2 separate regions of the Zea mays genome follow, and region 2 is linked to region 1. Evidence: chromatin contacts called from public Hi-C data. All regions are on one chromosome and are shown on one strand. Each heading gives the region's core, a stretch centred on a gene start, on an enhancer-like site or on the middle of the called end of the contact. The rest is flanking DNA. Distances are from core to core; before and after follow the strand shown. Region 1 has its middle 13 kb from the start of LOC100384264. Region 2 holds the start of LOC100381287 (histone H3.3).

Evidence for each region. Hi-C and Micro-C count contacts between places; a contact is called where the count stands out from the background.
Region 2: a contact with region 1 is called in a Hi-C map of tassel, with 2.0 times the contacts expected there. The contact joins the promoter of LOC100381287 here to the enhancer-like site in region 1. A contact is called at or near these places in 3 of 25 Hi-C or Micro-C datasets (leaf, tassel and an unstated tissue).

Annotation. Positions count from the first base shown.
Region 1 is chr2:45,847,689-45,855,526 of Zm-B73-REFERENCE-NAM-5.0, reverse strand. No RefSeq gene overlaps it. Among protein-coding and RNA genes, the nearest start is that of LOC100384264, 13 kb to the right of the region's middle. Within about 2 kb of position 3,561, at least 14 of the 20 cell types and tissues checked have an H3K27ac peak or open chromatin away from gene starts, as enhancers often do. A contact at or near this core is called in leaf and tassel, where this site is marked.
Region 2 is chr2:45,968,628-45,976,465 of Zm-B73-REFERENCE-NAM-5.0, reverse strand. LOC100381287 (histone H3.3) reads left to right here and starts at 4,638. Exons shown (of 5, transcript NM_001294303.2): 1 at 4,638-4,731; 2 at 5,825-5,925; 3 at 6,103-6,179; 4 at 6,262-6,352; 5 at 6,441-6,862. The coding sequence starts at 5,854. The coding sequence ends at 6,611.

The sequences.
Region 1 (7,838 bases), core at 2,312-4,811:
CTTTGACAATCATGTTGTGCATGATGATGCATGCTGTTATTATCTCCGTTAAACGATTATGATCCCAACCGTACGCTGGACCACGCAGCACCGCCCACCAGGCTTGAAGAACTCCAAATGCGCGCTCAATATCCTTTCTGCAACTTTCCTGCATTTGTGTGAAATATACTTTCTTTTCCTCATATGGGTGTCTGATTGCTTTTAAAATGTTGGCCAGTTGGGGTAAATGCCATCAGCAAGGTAATATCCGAAGTTGTAAGCATGACCATTTATTATGTAATTCACTTGTGGCATTCGACCGGTCGTCATGGGGTCAAATACTAGTGATCGAAAAAGCATGTTTACGTCATTGTTTGTCCCAGGCATGCCAAAAAAATGCATGCCAAATCCAAAGATCATACCTTGCTACTGCTTCGAGTATCATCGTAGGTCTACCATTTCTGCCACAAAACTGTCCACGCCAGGCTGTAGGACAGTTCCTCCACTCCCAATGCATGCAATCTATGGAACCCAACATTCCAGGAAAACCCCTAGCCTCGCTATTGTGCATGATGCGTGCTATGTTAGCTTGATTAGGAGTTCGTAGATACCACCCACTAAAATATGCAATGATTGCGCGACAAAAATGATGAAGGCATTCCCTAGCGGTAGACTCCCCAATTTGAATGTACTCGTCTACCACATCAGTAGGTAACCCATAAGCAAGTATCCGCATTGCCGCACATACTTTTTGTAGGGGCTCGAGTCCTGGCATGCCTGTTGCGTCCACCCGTTGCGTAAAGTAACTATCCTGCTGTTGCAGTTCTTCCATAATGCGGATGAACAACGGCCTACTCATGCGGAACCTATAAAATTTAATAGGTTCATTGTGAATACAATGATAATGTCATAACATATTACAATAATTTGAAGTGTGTACCTTCTATGAAACACGTGGGGTGGATACACTGGGTTGGGGCCGAAGTAGTGATGCTGGATGAGGTTTTCTCCAGCAAAATGATCCCTATGAATGATGTGGCGAGGTATACCGGAACGTTGTCGGAGATGGCGTCTAGCCTCAATGTTGAGGGTAAGAAGATTGACAAGCAAAAGTGTGTCGTCCTCACTATCACTCGAATCGGAAGCATCTTCCCTATGCCAGTGAGACATACCGAAGAATGGCTAACTAGCTGGAGTTGTGTTCGATGTGGCCACATATGTGAAGAGAAAGTATGCATATATATAGGCGAGAGCAATGTGGCTTCAGGGGGAAGCTCGTGGCTTTGGTTGGAAGCCAACCGTGGCTTCCTACGTACGAATGGTCGGTGTCTGCTTCCAACGTAAGCTTGGTTCAATTTTTGACGTCGCAATGTTTCTGAATAATTTTGATGACGCACAATTGTGAAGTTTTGTATGCAATTTCGAATTAAATTTTAACTCAAATGTTTGTTTTGTATATTATGCATAATTTGTAAACAAAAAATAAATTTATTTTTTTATAAATTTATAACATGGCAACATGCCGGACGTGTGAAAAGGAAAAAATAAAATAGAAAATGAAGTTGGTTATGTTAGTTAGGTGGAAATGTATATTTAATGAGTAGAGGGATATATAGGGGAATTTTTAGGGGGAACGGTTGCAGGATAAGTGAATATAGGGGAGGGAATCTTGCTGACGTGGCTGCATAGTAACATTTAGGGGGAAAATTTAGGGGACACCGCTGCGGACAGTCTGACCCCTGCCGCCCCTCCTCTTACTCATACTGAAAGGGAAATAGGGTCAAACCTTTTTCCTAAATGATTTTGGTGGTTGAATGCCCAACACAGATAATTGGATTAACTAGTTTGCTCTAGATTATGTATTCTACAGGTGCATAAAAGTTCTACACAAACCAATAAAAGATCAAAGTTATGGTTCAAAAGAAAGGAGCAAAAGAAACCAAACGGACAGTGTCCGATGCACCAGGGGTCATATACTCCAAACTCCTCGACTTTGGGTTTCTCAGAGGCCGCTCCGCTAAAATTCACCGGACTGTCCGATGTGCCACCGGACTGTCCGATGTGCCACCGGACTGTCCGGTGCACCAAGCGGAGCAATGGCTATCTGCGCAATGGTCGTCTGCAAAAGCGTGAACAGTGCACGCAAAAGTCAGAGCAGGCGCCAGAGGCGCAACGGACAGTGAACAGTGGCAGTCCAGTGCGGCACCGGACTGTCCGGTGCACCAAGAAGTCAGAACTCCAACGGTCGAAACCGTTAGAACCTTAACGGTTGTGTGACGTGGCTGGTGCACCGGACAGTGTCCGGTGGCGCACCGGACTGTCCGGTGCGCCCATCGACAGCAGCCTTCCCCAACGATTGAATTGGTGGTTGGGGGGCTATAAATACCCCACAACCACCACCACTCCAAGTATCCAAGATTTTCAGACATTGCATTCAATACAAAAGCTCTAGACTTCACTCTAAGACACAAAACAAAAGATCAAATCCTCTCCAAGTCCCAAACTCATTCCAAAGACTTAGTGGCTTGTGAGAGAGAGACATTTGTGTTCATTTGAGTTCATGTTCTTAAATCGCTTTCTTCTTCCCCATTCTTGTTCTTAGGACACTTGTAATCAAAGCAAGAGACACCAAGTTGTGGTGGTCCTTGTAGGGGTCTAAGTGACCTATTTGATTAAGGAGAAAGCTCACTCGGCCTAGGTGACCGTTTGAGAGAGGGAAAGGGTTGAAAGAGAGCCGATCTTTGTGACCACCTCAACGGGGAGTAGGTTTGCAAGAACCGAACCTCAGTAAAACAAATCACCGTGTCATCCGCTTCATTTGCCTTTGATTTGTTTTTCACCCTCTTTCTTGGACTCGGATTTTATTCTAAAGCTAACCCCGGCTTGTAGTTGTGCTTAAAGTTTGTAAAATTTTAGATTCCGCCTATTCACCCCCTCTAGGCGACTTTCACATACCGCTGTCAACGTCCTCTCCCCTTTCTTCTTTAAGATTGTAGCGTTAGCACGAGCTATAGAAGTTCCCATAATATGTCGTCCTAGATTTTTTTCTTTTATTTAATTTTCTCTCCACGTATGTAGGGCTGGATATCGAGCTAGTTCGGCTCGGCTCTTTAAAGAACCGAGCTAAAGAATTAGATTGGCTCGACACGTCTTGCGAGCTTGAGCTGGCTCGTTTAGCTCCGGAGCCAGAACAAAAAAAACAATATACAAATATACAATATAATCAATTAGTAGTTAGTTCTAGACTAATTTAACACTAAAAAAATTATACTCACAATTTCACATACCACATCAATTCAACACCAAATTAACACACTTCATCATTTATTAGTTCATCCAACACAACCGTAGACTTTGTTTTGCTGACAAATGGTAGCCCGTTCGAGCTAACGAGCTGACTCGTTAGTAAATCGAGCTAGGATGCTAGCTCAGCCCACGATAAACTTGAAACACGTCGAGTCGAACCGAGTTAACCACAAGTTAAGTGAGTTTCACAAGCTATAATTATTTTGTCCTGTTCTACACGTACGCTGGCGACGAATCCAGCATAGTTGCGTAGGCCAGGCCAGTTTTAAAGTCCAGCCCATTACTGATAGGAGGTAGACCGGCAAACCGCGCAGCAGCAGCTCGAGAAGGCTGCATCCATACAAGGGTTGCATTTTCTTTTTTCGTTTGAAAAGTCTCCAAAGTGGTGGTGTCCTTTTGCTTTTGGCACGGGACACGACCAACTCATTTTACCCGTGCGTGGCAGCCTTGACTGATCGGCCGGCCGGTCTTCCATTCGAAACTCGAAAGTGTACTCGTGCCTAACCCACCATTCTCGTCCTTCCCTAATGGACGGGTTCCTCTCCTGGCTAATCCAAAAAACACCAAACTCAATTTTTTTTAAAAAAAAACAGGAAACTCACAGCGCGATTTAACTTGTAAACCCTTGAGTTCCGACCAATCAAAAAAACCACCAAGCTCGTTGCGCGACTTAATAATAATTTAGCATTATAAACCCTGATGACTATGTCTGCGCTCTGAGCTTGACCAGTTTGTTGATTCGACCGCGAATGAGTCACACCACACCTAGCCCTTGACACGGGCCGTCAGCATGTTGTTTTCGAAACAGAGTCACAATGGCCAAGCCTGACTAACCTGGCTGAATTGAGCGGCCTTCAGGCGTTTTTTTCGTAAAAGAACGGGACAAAAATCGTTCCGACTACAGCGTGTTTAAGAGTCGTTCGGTTGTCTAGGAACGGTGACATGAAACCATTCTGAGCCAGATTACTTCTTTAATTTATATAAATTTTAATCAACTAGAAAAATTTCAGAGCCATTCCTAAGTGTTGATGCCTTTTCGGAGCGCCAAATACTCAAGAAGAACCGGCGGCGGTGCTCTCTGCACAGGGGCGGACGGTCCGCGCGCGGGGCCGGACGGTCCGCGGCCTGGTGCGAGGCGCGGTGATACTCTCTGCGCAGGGGCGGACTGTCCGCGGCCTGGGGCCGGACGGTCCGCGGCCTGATGCGCGGCTAGGGCTTCTCTGCCTGACGGCCGGACGGTTCGCGCCCTGGGGGCCGGACGGTCCGCGCGTACGCAGAGGCGGCGGAAGTCGCCGGCGGCGCCTGGATCTCGCTCGCGGGAGGGACCCCGGCGGGGAGGAGAGATCCTAGGTGGTGTCTAGGCTCGGGCCGGCCGACCTAGACTCCTCTAATCGACATAGAGCCGAAGAGAGACGAAGAATTTGGGGATTGGGAGGCTAAACCTAAACTAGACTAGAACTACTCCTAGGATAAAATGCGAATAAAAGTTGTATTGATTCGATTGTTGATGATTACAAATCGGCCGTAGACCTCTCTATTTATAGAGGAGGGGGGTTGGACCCTTTACACAACTAATTCCGAGCTAATCCCGCGAATATAGCTAACAACCGTAGCACAAAACTCGGAACCCTAATCTGTTCTGCGCACGCGCGGACAGTCCGGCCCACAGGCGCGGACCGTCCGGACCGCGGACCGTCCGGCCTCAGGGCCGGACAGTCCGCCGGCTCATTTCTGGTTCGAACATATGCCCCCTGCCTTTTGGTGGAGCTGGGCGAACCAAAAGCAACTAACTCGATGTGATCACATCGGTTTTCTTAAGCATCTTGCCACATACTAGGATGGTACTGTTTGAGGAAAACGCCCATTCAAAGCCTTAGGTAAATCCTTGCCTTGTAATGTTTGTAGTAAATAAGGGTTACCAGACATCACCTGTTTCACTTTATAAGGACCCTCCCAGCTTGGCGACCATTTCCCGAACTTTCGGTCTTTATTCCTTAGAGGTAGAATGGTCTTCCACACCAAGTCTCCTACTTGGAATGATTTTGCTTTGACCTTCTTGTTGTAGGCCCTGGCTACCATGATCTTGTCCTTTTCTATTGCTCCCAAAGCTATCATCCTCTTGTCGGTCACCTCATCAATATTATCCATCATTGAATTATAATAATCAGTAGCAGTTAGATCATTTTGTCTGGCAAACCTGACAGCATTCAAACTTATTTCCACAGGTAACACTGCTTCCTGCCCATAGACAAGCTCAAAAGGAGATACTTTAGTAGCACTATGTTTAGATATTCTATGAGCCCATAAAGCTTCAGACAAAATCTGATGCCAATGTTTAGGATTATCAGATACCTTCTTCTTTATCAAATTAATCAACGTCCTATTACTAGACTCGGCCTGTCCATTGGCCTGAGCATAATATGGCGACGAATTAAGCAGCTTAATTCTGTATAATTCAGCAAATTCACGTACCTCCTTTGACATAAAAGAAGTACCTTGATCTGTAGTCAAGGTCTGGGGAATGCCGAATCTATGAATAATATGCTCAGTTATGAACTCAATTACCTCCTTGTGCGTCATGTTCTTTAGAGCAACGACTTCAGTCCATTTGGTGAAATAGTCAGTGGCAACTAACACAAACTGATGCCCCTTTGATGATGAAGGATGAATTTCCCCAATAAAGTCTAATCCCCATCCTCTGAATGGCCAAGGCTTGATGATAGGATGTAATTCGGCTGCAGGGACCAACTGTAGGTCGCCGAATTTTTGACACACTTGGCACCCCTTGTAGTATTTGAAACAATCAGCTGTCATACTAGGCCAATAAAAACCAGACCTTCGCAACAACCACTTCATCTTTGGAGCTGATTGATGGGTACCACAAATTCCTTCATGTACTTCGGTCATGGCTAATATAGCATCATCTGAGCCCAAGCACTTAAGCAGGATGTCATTGACTGTTCGGCGGTAAAGTTCATCACTCATCAAAACATACTTGAAAGCTGTTCGCCGAATGTTTTTATCTGTCCTGATATTGGGATTTCGTAAATAATTAAGTATAGGTGTCCTCCAATCACTTGCATCGGCTTCATTGTCAGCCGAATTAAGGAAAAGAACATTTCTGGTAACCCCGGACGGTCCGGCGTCATCACGCGGACGGTCCGCGACCTGGGAATTTGGCTTTGTACTGGTTATCAGATTTTCAGTTTTGTGAAACTTCCCTCTCTTTATCCGATAACCAGATGCATCTTGTGCCAAATCATTAGCTCTATGATTCTCAACTCTAGAGATATGCCGAATACTGAATTCGTCAAAAGAATGGATTATGCTCCAACATTTCTCAAGGTAACTATTTAGAGTACTATCAAAACATTGATACTCTTCTAACACTTGTTGGACAACCAGCTGAGAATCACCAAATATCATCACATGTTTTACTCCCATACCATTTAAAAGTTCTAAACCGAATAGGAGGGCCTCATATTCAGCTTGATTATTAGTGCAATAAGTTTTCAATCGGCTAGAGAAGTCAAAGGAGACATTACTTGGTGAAACAAGTACAATGCCAATTCCTTGCCCTTCATTGCAAACCGATCCATCAAAATATAAAGTCCAAGGAGTAATAGTGAGGTATGACATGTCTAGCTCATGAATATCATTAACCCGATGTTCTACAATGAAATCCGCTACGACTTGGCCTTTCATAGATTTCAATGGTTCATAGGCCAAGTCATATTCTATTAGTGCATAAGCCCACTTACCAATTCTACCACTCATAATTGGGTTATGCAACATGTATTTGATCACATCGGCTTGACCAGAAACAGTGCAATGACTAGACAGTAAATAACATCTACATTTGGTGCATGCGTAAAACAAGCATAAGCATAACTTTTCAATAAAAGTGTACCTTGTTTCAGCATCCACCAACCTTCGGCTTAGATATGCCACAACATGCTCCTTCCCCTCAGTTTCTTGTGTCAGAACAGCCCCAATGACCTTATCCTCAGCTGCAATGTATAATCGAAATGGCACTCCTGCTTGTGGTGCTTTTAATACGGGAGACGAAGATAAGTATTTTTTGATGAGATCAAATGCCTCTTGCTGTTCTGCCCCCCAAGTGAATTCGGCATCATTCTTAAGCCGAAGAATAGGGGTAAACGCATCAATCTTCCCGGCTAGGTTAGAAATAAATCTTCGTAAATAATTCACCTTGCCGAGGAACCTCTGTACCTCGACTTTACAGGTCGGAGGCCCCACATTCCGAATAGACTTGATTCGGTCAGGGTCTATCTCTATACCATGTTCATGTATGACAAATCCTAAAAACTTACCAGCCGACACTCCAAAAGCACATTTGTGTGGGTTCATTTTCAAACCATACTGACGCATTTTATCAAAGGCCTTGCGCAAATCAGCTATATGAGAACTAAACTCAGCCGATTTGACTACAATATCATCAATGTAAACTTCCACAGTGTTTCCTAACAATTCATGGAAGATCAAATTCATAGCCCTCTGATAAGTAGCACCAGCATTTTTTAGACCAAATG
Region 2 (7,838 bases), core at 3,389-5,888, 120 kb before region 1:
TGGAGAGCCATTAGTCTCATCAAATACAACGTCGCTAGAGACTTCAACCAAACCCGATGATTTGTTGAAGACCCTATACGCCTTTGTATTTGAGTCATAACCTAACAATAACCCTTTCTTCACTAGAATGTAACATTTGCTCTCAAATACACGAAAGTAAGATACATTGGGTTTGTTACCGGTTAGAAGCTCATACGAAGTCTTCTTGAGGAGGCGATGAAGATACACCCGGTTGATGGCGTGACAAGCCGTGTTCACGGCTTCCGACCAAAAGCACTCGGGAGTCTTGAACTCTCCAAGCATCGTCCTTGCCATATCGATGAGTGTCCTGTTCTTCCTCTCTACCACACCATTTTGCTGTGGTGTGTAGGGAGCGGAGAACTCGTGCTTGATCCCTTCCTCCTCAAGGTACTCCTCCACTTGAAGGTTCTTGAACTTGGACCCGTTGTTGCTCCTTATCTTCTTCACCTTGAGCTCAAACTCATTTTGAGCTCTCCTTAGGAAGCGCTTGAGGGTCCCTTGGGTTTCAGATTTATCCTGCAAAAAGAATACCCAAGTGAAGCGGGAAAAATCATCAACTATAACAAGACCATACTTACTTCCCCCGATGCTTAGGTAGGCGACGGGTCCGAAGAGGTCCATATGAAGCATCTCCAAAGGTCTTGATGTGGTCATCACATTTTTGGTATGATGAGAGCTTCCCACCTGTTTACCTGCTTGACAAGATGCACAAGGTCTATCTTTTTCGAAAGTCGCATTAGTTAGACCTATCATGTGTTCTCCCTTTAGAAGCTTGTGAAGGTTCTTCATCCTCACATGTGCTAAGCGGCGATGCCACAGCCAGCCCATGCTAGTCTTAGCAATTAAGCATGCATCTAGACCGGCCTCCTCTTTTGCAAAATCAACTAAATAAAGTTTGTCGTCTAGTACACCCTTAAAAGCCAATGAACCATCACTTCTTCTAAAGACAGACACATCTACATTTGTGAATAAAAAATTATATCCCATATTGCATAATTGACTAACGGATAACAAATTATATCCAAGTGACTCAACTAAAAACACATTAGAAATATAGTGCTAGGATGAAATAGCAATCTTCCCTAACCCTTTCACCTTGCCTTGGTTCCCATCACCGAATATGATTGAATCTTGGGAATCCTTGTTCTTGACAAAGGAGGTGAACATCTTCTTCTCCCCCGTCATGTGGTTTGTGCATCCGCTGTCGATAATCCAGCTTGAACCCCCGGATGCATAAACCTGCAAGGCAAATTTAGGCTTGGGTTTTAGGTACCCAACTCTTGTTGGGTCCTACAAGGTTAGTCACAATGGTTTTAGGGACCCAAATGCAAGTTTTATCTCCCTTGCATCTTGCCCCTAATTTCCTAGCAATTACCTTCTTATCCTTTCTACAAATAGCAAAGGACGCATTGCAAGTATGAAAAATTGTAGAAGGTTCATTAATTACTTTCCTAGGAACATGAACAATATTCTTTCTAGGCACATGATGAATATTTTTCCTAGGCATATCTCTACCATGCACAACATGGGAACTAGAAGCAGTCATAGCATATGAATCATAAGCACAGGTCCTATACATATTTCTAGAAAATTTTCTATCACCATAAATGAAAGCATGGTTCTTTTGAACACTATTAGTCATAGAGGCCTTCCCTTTCTCCTTGGCGGGGATGGAAGCTTTATGACTAGTTAAGTTCTTGGCTTCCCTCTTGAAACCAAGCCCATCCTTAATTGAGGGGTGTCTAGCAATCGTGTAGGCATCCCTCGCAAATTTTAGTTTATCAAATTCATTTTTGCTAGTCTTAAGTTGGGCATTAAGACTAGCCACTTCATCATTTAACTTTGCAATAGACACTAGGTGTTCACTACAAGCATCAACATTAAAATCTTTACACCTAGTGCAAATCACAACATGTTCTACACAAGAGTTAGATCTATTTGCTACTTCTAGTTTAAGCTAGAAATAGAGTCATGGCATGTAGACAATTCACCAGAAAGCATTTCATTCCTTTTAATTTCCAAAGCAAGGGATTTTTGTGCCTCTACAAACTTATCATGTTCTTCATACAAAAGATCCTCTTGCTTTTCTAATAACCTATTCTTATCATTCAAGGCATCAATTAATTCATTAATTTTATCAATTTTAGTTCTATCCAGTCCCTTGAACAAACTAGAGTAATCTATTTCATCATCATCACTAGACTCATCCTCACTTGAAGAAGCATAGGTAGTATTCCGAGTATATACCTTCTTCTCCTTCGCCATGAGGCATGTGTGACGCTCGTTGGGGAAGAGGGATGACTTGTTGAAGGCGGTGGCGGCGAGTCCTTCGTTGTCGGAGTCGGACGACGAGCAATCCGAGTCCCACTCCTTGCCAAGGTGTGCCTCGCCCTTAGCCTTCTTGTAAGACTTCTTCCTTTCCCTCTTGTTCTCTTGTTCCTGGTCACTATCATTATCGGGACAGTTAGCGATAAAATGACCAACCTTACCACATTTGAAGCATGAGCGCTTCCCCCTTCGTCTTGTTCTTGTTAGGCTGCCCCTTGCGACCCTTTAGCGCTGTCTTGAAGCGCTTGATGATGAGGGCCATCTCTTCCTCATTTAGTCCCGCCGCCTCAACTTGCGCCACCTTACTAGGTAGCGCCTCCTTGCTACTCGTTGCCTTGAGAGCAACGGGTTGAGGCTCATGGATTGGACCATTCAACGCGTCGTCCACGTATCTCGCCTCCTTGATCATCATTCTCCCACTTACAAACTTCCCAAGTACTTCTTCGGGTGACATCTTGGTGTACCTAGGATTTTCACGAATATTGTTCACAAGATGTGGATCAAGGACAGTAAAAGACCTTAGCATTATGCGAACGACGTCGTGGTCCGTCCATTGCGTGCTTCCGTAGCTCCTTATTTTGTTGATGAGGGTCTTGATCCGGTTGTATGTTTGAGTTGGCTCCTCTCCCCTTATCATTGCAAATCTTCCAAGCTCGCCCTCCACCAACTTCATCTTGGTGAGCATGGTGACGTCGTTCCCCTCATGCGAGATCCTGAGGGTGTCCCAGATCTGCTTGGCATTGTCCAAGCCGCTCACCTTATTGTACTCTTCCCTGCACAAAGATGCTAAAAGGACAGTAGTAGCTTGTGCATTTTTATGGATTTGTTCATTTATAAACATGAGACTATCCGAGCTATCAAATTTCATTCCACTCTCTATAATCTCCCATATGCTTGGATGGAGAGAGAACAAGTGACTACGCATTTTGTGACTCCAAAATCCGTAGTCCTCCCCATCAAAGTGTGGAGGTTTGCCAAGAGGAATGGAAACCAAATGTGTATTTGAACTATGCATAATACGAGAATAATCGAAAGACAAGTTTGAGTTAACCGTCTTCTTTTTCTCGTAGTCGTTGTCGTCGTCCTTTTGGGAAGAAGAGGACTCGACGCTGTCGTCGTAGTAGACTATCTCCTTGATACGCCTTGTCTTCTTCTTCTTCCCATCTTTTCGTTTGTAGCCCGAGCCCGAGTCGGTAGGCTTGTCATCTTTCGGCTCGTTGACGAAGGACTCCTTCTCCTTATCATTGATCACAATCCCCTTGCCCTTAGGATCCATCTCTTCGGGCGATTAGTCCCTTTGTGAAGAGAACGACTCTGATACCAATTGAGAGCACCTAGAGGGGGGTGAATAGGTGATCCTGTAAAAACTTAAACTTAAAGCCACAAAAACTTGATTAAGCGTTAGCACAATAAGGCCAAGTGGCTAGAGAGGAGTTCTTGCAAAACACAACAACCACAAGAGGATCAACACAGATAGACACAGTGGTTTATCCGTGGTTCGGCCAAGTACAAAACTTGCCTACTCCACGTTGTGGCGTCCCAACAGACGAGGGTTGCAATCAACCCCTCTCAAGCGGTCCAAAGACCCACTTGAATACCACGATGTTTTGCTTTGCTTTACTATATCCCGCTAGCGAGGAATCTCCACAACTTAGAGTCTCTCGCTCTTACACTTTGATGTTCATAAAGAAGCACGGAGTAAGGGAGGGATGAATTTTGTTACATACCTATACCCTAATAGGGGAATTCCCCAAGAGTTGGCGGGTATCAGATCCCTATTGACATCTCTAGTTGGAACCATACCAATCAGGACATTGGCTGTTCAGCAAGAGACCGTGCCATTTTGGGCTTTTATTCGCTTGTTGGGTTCGACGAAGAACGAACCGTAATTGCAACCGCAATTGTGCATAGGTTTAGCATGCCGACCCAGTACCTTCCCTGTGACCCTGTCTCATTGCTCTCTGGTCCTCCAAGGACACGCGTAACTAACGGTTTTTCAATCACACTAAAAAAAAATTGTGGCCCACATGCAGACTTCGGAACAAATTGTGTACCGACGTACAAAAATCGCTCCCGTTCCACTAATCAAGATCCCCGTCCTCCAGGTCCCAACTCCCAACCAATAGAGCGTGAGCTTACCCTCCCCGATCCGCGTCACAGCTTAGCGACTATCATCAACCGTCCGATCGTGGGTAGCCAAGCACAACGACGCCCGATCCGCACGGTTCGTTTGAACCACAAGCTAAACTGCCCCATATATAGTTCCCTACCCCTACCCAACCGCCGCCATCAATAGCCAGTTCTAATCTCAGGTTTGGGGGGAAAAGGCCTCGCGGGTCGCAAACCGCTCTCTGTTGATTTGGGATTTGGGAGGCGCTCGAGGTAACCATGCTTTCCGACACAGTATTCGAATTTTCGGTTCCTGCAGTTACTGACTCGTTCGCGGTTTTGTTAGTTTACGGAAGCGGCGCTCGTCGCCGATTCGAATATCTGTCGCGATTAGGGTTCCATGATTAGGGATTAGGGTATGGTTGGTCGCTGGAATTTTCGGTTCGCTCATGCTTAATCTCGTGCACATGTGGTTGCCTGTGCCTACGTGCTGCGGGGTCGTTGGCTTTTTTTTGTTTGGCAATTACTATCGTGATACGATGTTGCCAATCACATGATTTCGCAAGCATACATGGCTTCGTTTTAGGCATAAATCATCTATCACGATGCGGCTAACCCACACCGTTAGAACTGATGGTTATAGATGTGGTTTTACTGATACTGTTATGTCGTGCCTGATCACTGGATTCAATGCCTGGTCATTGGATTCGACAAACCTTGTTCTTTCATAGTTAAGCATCCGATTGTGACGATGTTGTGGCGGGCCTCGTCAATGTTGTCATTTACCATTGATCAACAATAATTCAACTGATGTTCGGTGCACTTAAACTAGTGTACATGGTGCAATTTTATATGTGGTTGTGTGTTGTTATATGAAAGCAGCAACGTTGATGTTAATTGTTCTGTTCCTTAAGAAAAAAAGTGCCCAAACCTGTCTGTCGCCTGTTGATGTGACACAAATATATGTTGATATTTTCACGTCTGGGGTGGTTCACATTATCATTTTATGGACGAATCAATTTGTTGAAAGACATGATCATGATATTTTGTATCATTGTGTCATTATTCTTGTGAGAAGATGGGATAGTGATCAGGCTACAATAGCTGTCTATTCAGATTGTTTGTTCCTTATTCGCAGTTGTAATGATAGTGTTCTTATTAGATCATCTCATGTGTTCTTTTGGATTAGGATCAGTCTGAGGTTTATAATTTATACTTTCCAAGAAAATTAGTCTTTAGCTCCATTGTGCCGTAAAACTAATCTGACACAGTTTTAAACCTATGCGTGATGAATTATTTATGTAATTAATTTGTCAGGAGTATTCTAAAGATTTTGGCTAACCTTTTACTTATAATTTTTTTGCAGTTTTCAGGTAAACCATAGTTTAGTGACCCATGGCTCGTACTAAGCAAACTGCTCGCAAGTCCACTGGAGGGAAGGCTCCTAGGAAGCAACTTGCCACCAAGGTTTGGTTCTAGTAATCTGTTCTTGTACCATTTTTATTATTGTTTGTTGTTATGCTGTACATACTTCACCTTTATGTGTATAAACTATGAACTGGTCATTAAACTTCGAATTGGACAGTAGGTCATCTTAGATATATTTGTGAAACAATCATTAACTTAGTTTTGTTAATTTGACAGGCTGCCCGTAAGTCTGCACCCACAACTGGGGGAGTAAAGAAGCCTCATCGTTACCGCCCTGGAACTGTTGCTCTTCGGTGGGCGATACATGATTCTTTTGATTGTTTACTGTTTATTACACTTCAAATAATATGACAATTGTTCTCCCTGACTTTGCAGTGAAATCCGCAAGTATCAGAAGAGCACTGACCTGCTCATAAGGAAGCTTCCGTTCCAAAGGCTTGTCAGGGAGATTGCCCAGGATTTCAAGGTGAGATTTCATTTTCATACCGTCATGTAATCTAGGAATTCTGAAGTAAACGTAGAAGTGCACTTCTCAACCCGTTGTATTTGTGCAGACTGATCTTCGTTTCCAGAGCCATGCGGTGCTTGCGCTGCAGGAGGCTGCGGAGGCGTACCTGGTGGGTCTATTCGAGGACACTAATCTGTGCGCCATCCATGCCAAGCGCGTGACCATCATGCCCAAGGACATTCAGCTGGCTAGGAGGATCCGTGGTGAAAGGGCCTAGATTCTCTGTTTACTGCTACTGGGAGTGGCTCCGTAGTATGGTTTGCATCTGTTCGATGCTTGCTTTTTGTGGAAGTTACATTTGTGGGTGTTCGAATTCGTAATATTCATCCGTAGTGGACGAGTGGTAGGAAGTTCTGCAATCTGACTATGTTTTAAAATTTATAATTGTTGTCAATTAGTGTTGGTGTTGGTTTCGCCCATCAACGGATCAACCTTATTGGTTATCTGAACGACGAATTGATATGTTAACTCGTGAACTTCGTTATATTTAGGCAGCATCGGTTACATTGTTTTGTCCTGAGATCTGTGTGTCTGCATGTTGTCGTCTGCTGCGGTATTGATGTACCGCTTTATCGGAGGCAGCGGTCACCAACATTTCTTCTGGCATGCTTCCGCTAGCGAAAGTGCTAAGAGCCAACTCTCTCTCTCTCTCTCTCTCTCTCTCTCTCTCTCTCTCTCTCTCTCTCTCTCTCTCTCTCTCCATGTATGCACATATTTGTACCACTATTTATCCAACCCTTTAAACTTTGTAAAACTTATCTAACCAAATCACCCTCATCCATAACTCTCACTAAGGCCATGTTTAGAAGAGCTTCATTTAAAAAATCGCAGCTTCGGTTTTTCAGCTTCACTATGAAACAACTTCAATAAATTGGTAAGGTAGGGTTCAAGAATATTTGGCTTGCACATAGATTTTCGCTTCTGTATTACATTTAATTTGTATACGAGTTTTCTTAATTACTCTTGATGATTAGCTAGTGGAGAAAGAGACATGTATGGATTTGTCATGTAACCAATGATATGGTGAGTAACTTTTGTGCAACTTTATTAGAAAGTATGAAAACAATGTTTTTGAAGCACCATTTGAGTAGCTTCGAAAATTTCATGAAACTGGTCTCTAGTTTCAGTTTTTTTAAAGCTAGAGCTAGTGGAGTTAGATCTGTTTGGATAGATGAAGCTGAAATAGACTTGAAATTCTTGAAGTGAAGATCTACCAAACAAGACCTAAATCCACCAAATAAATTACGCTCAGATTTAACACACCATCAAAACATGTTAGTCACTTAGATACAATAAACAATATTATTTAAGATCATCTCTTATCTCTCTTCTACCCCTAGGCTCCTCCTCCCCTTTGAGACTGCCTGCAGCGGGCGACCCTTTGCCTCCCCTCCTCTAGCACTGTTCACCGTTTAGGGGCTACAGTGTCTCCCTTCCCCCCGCA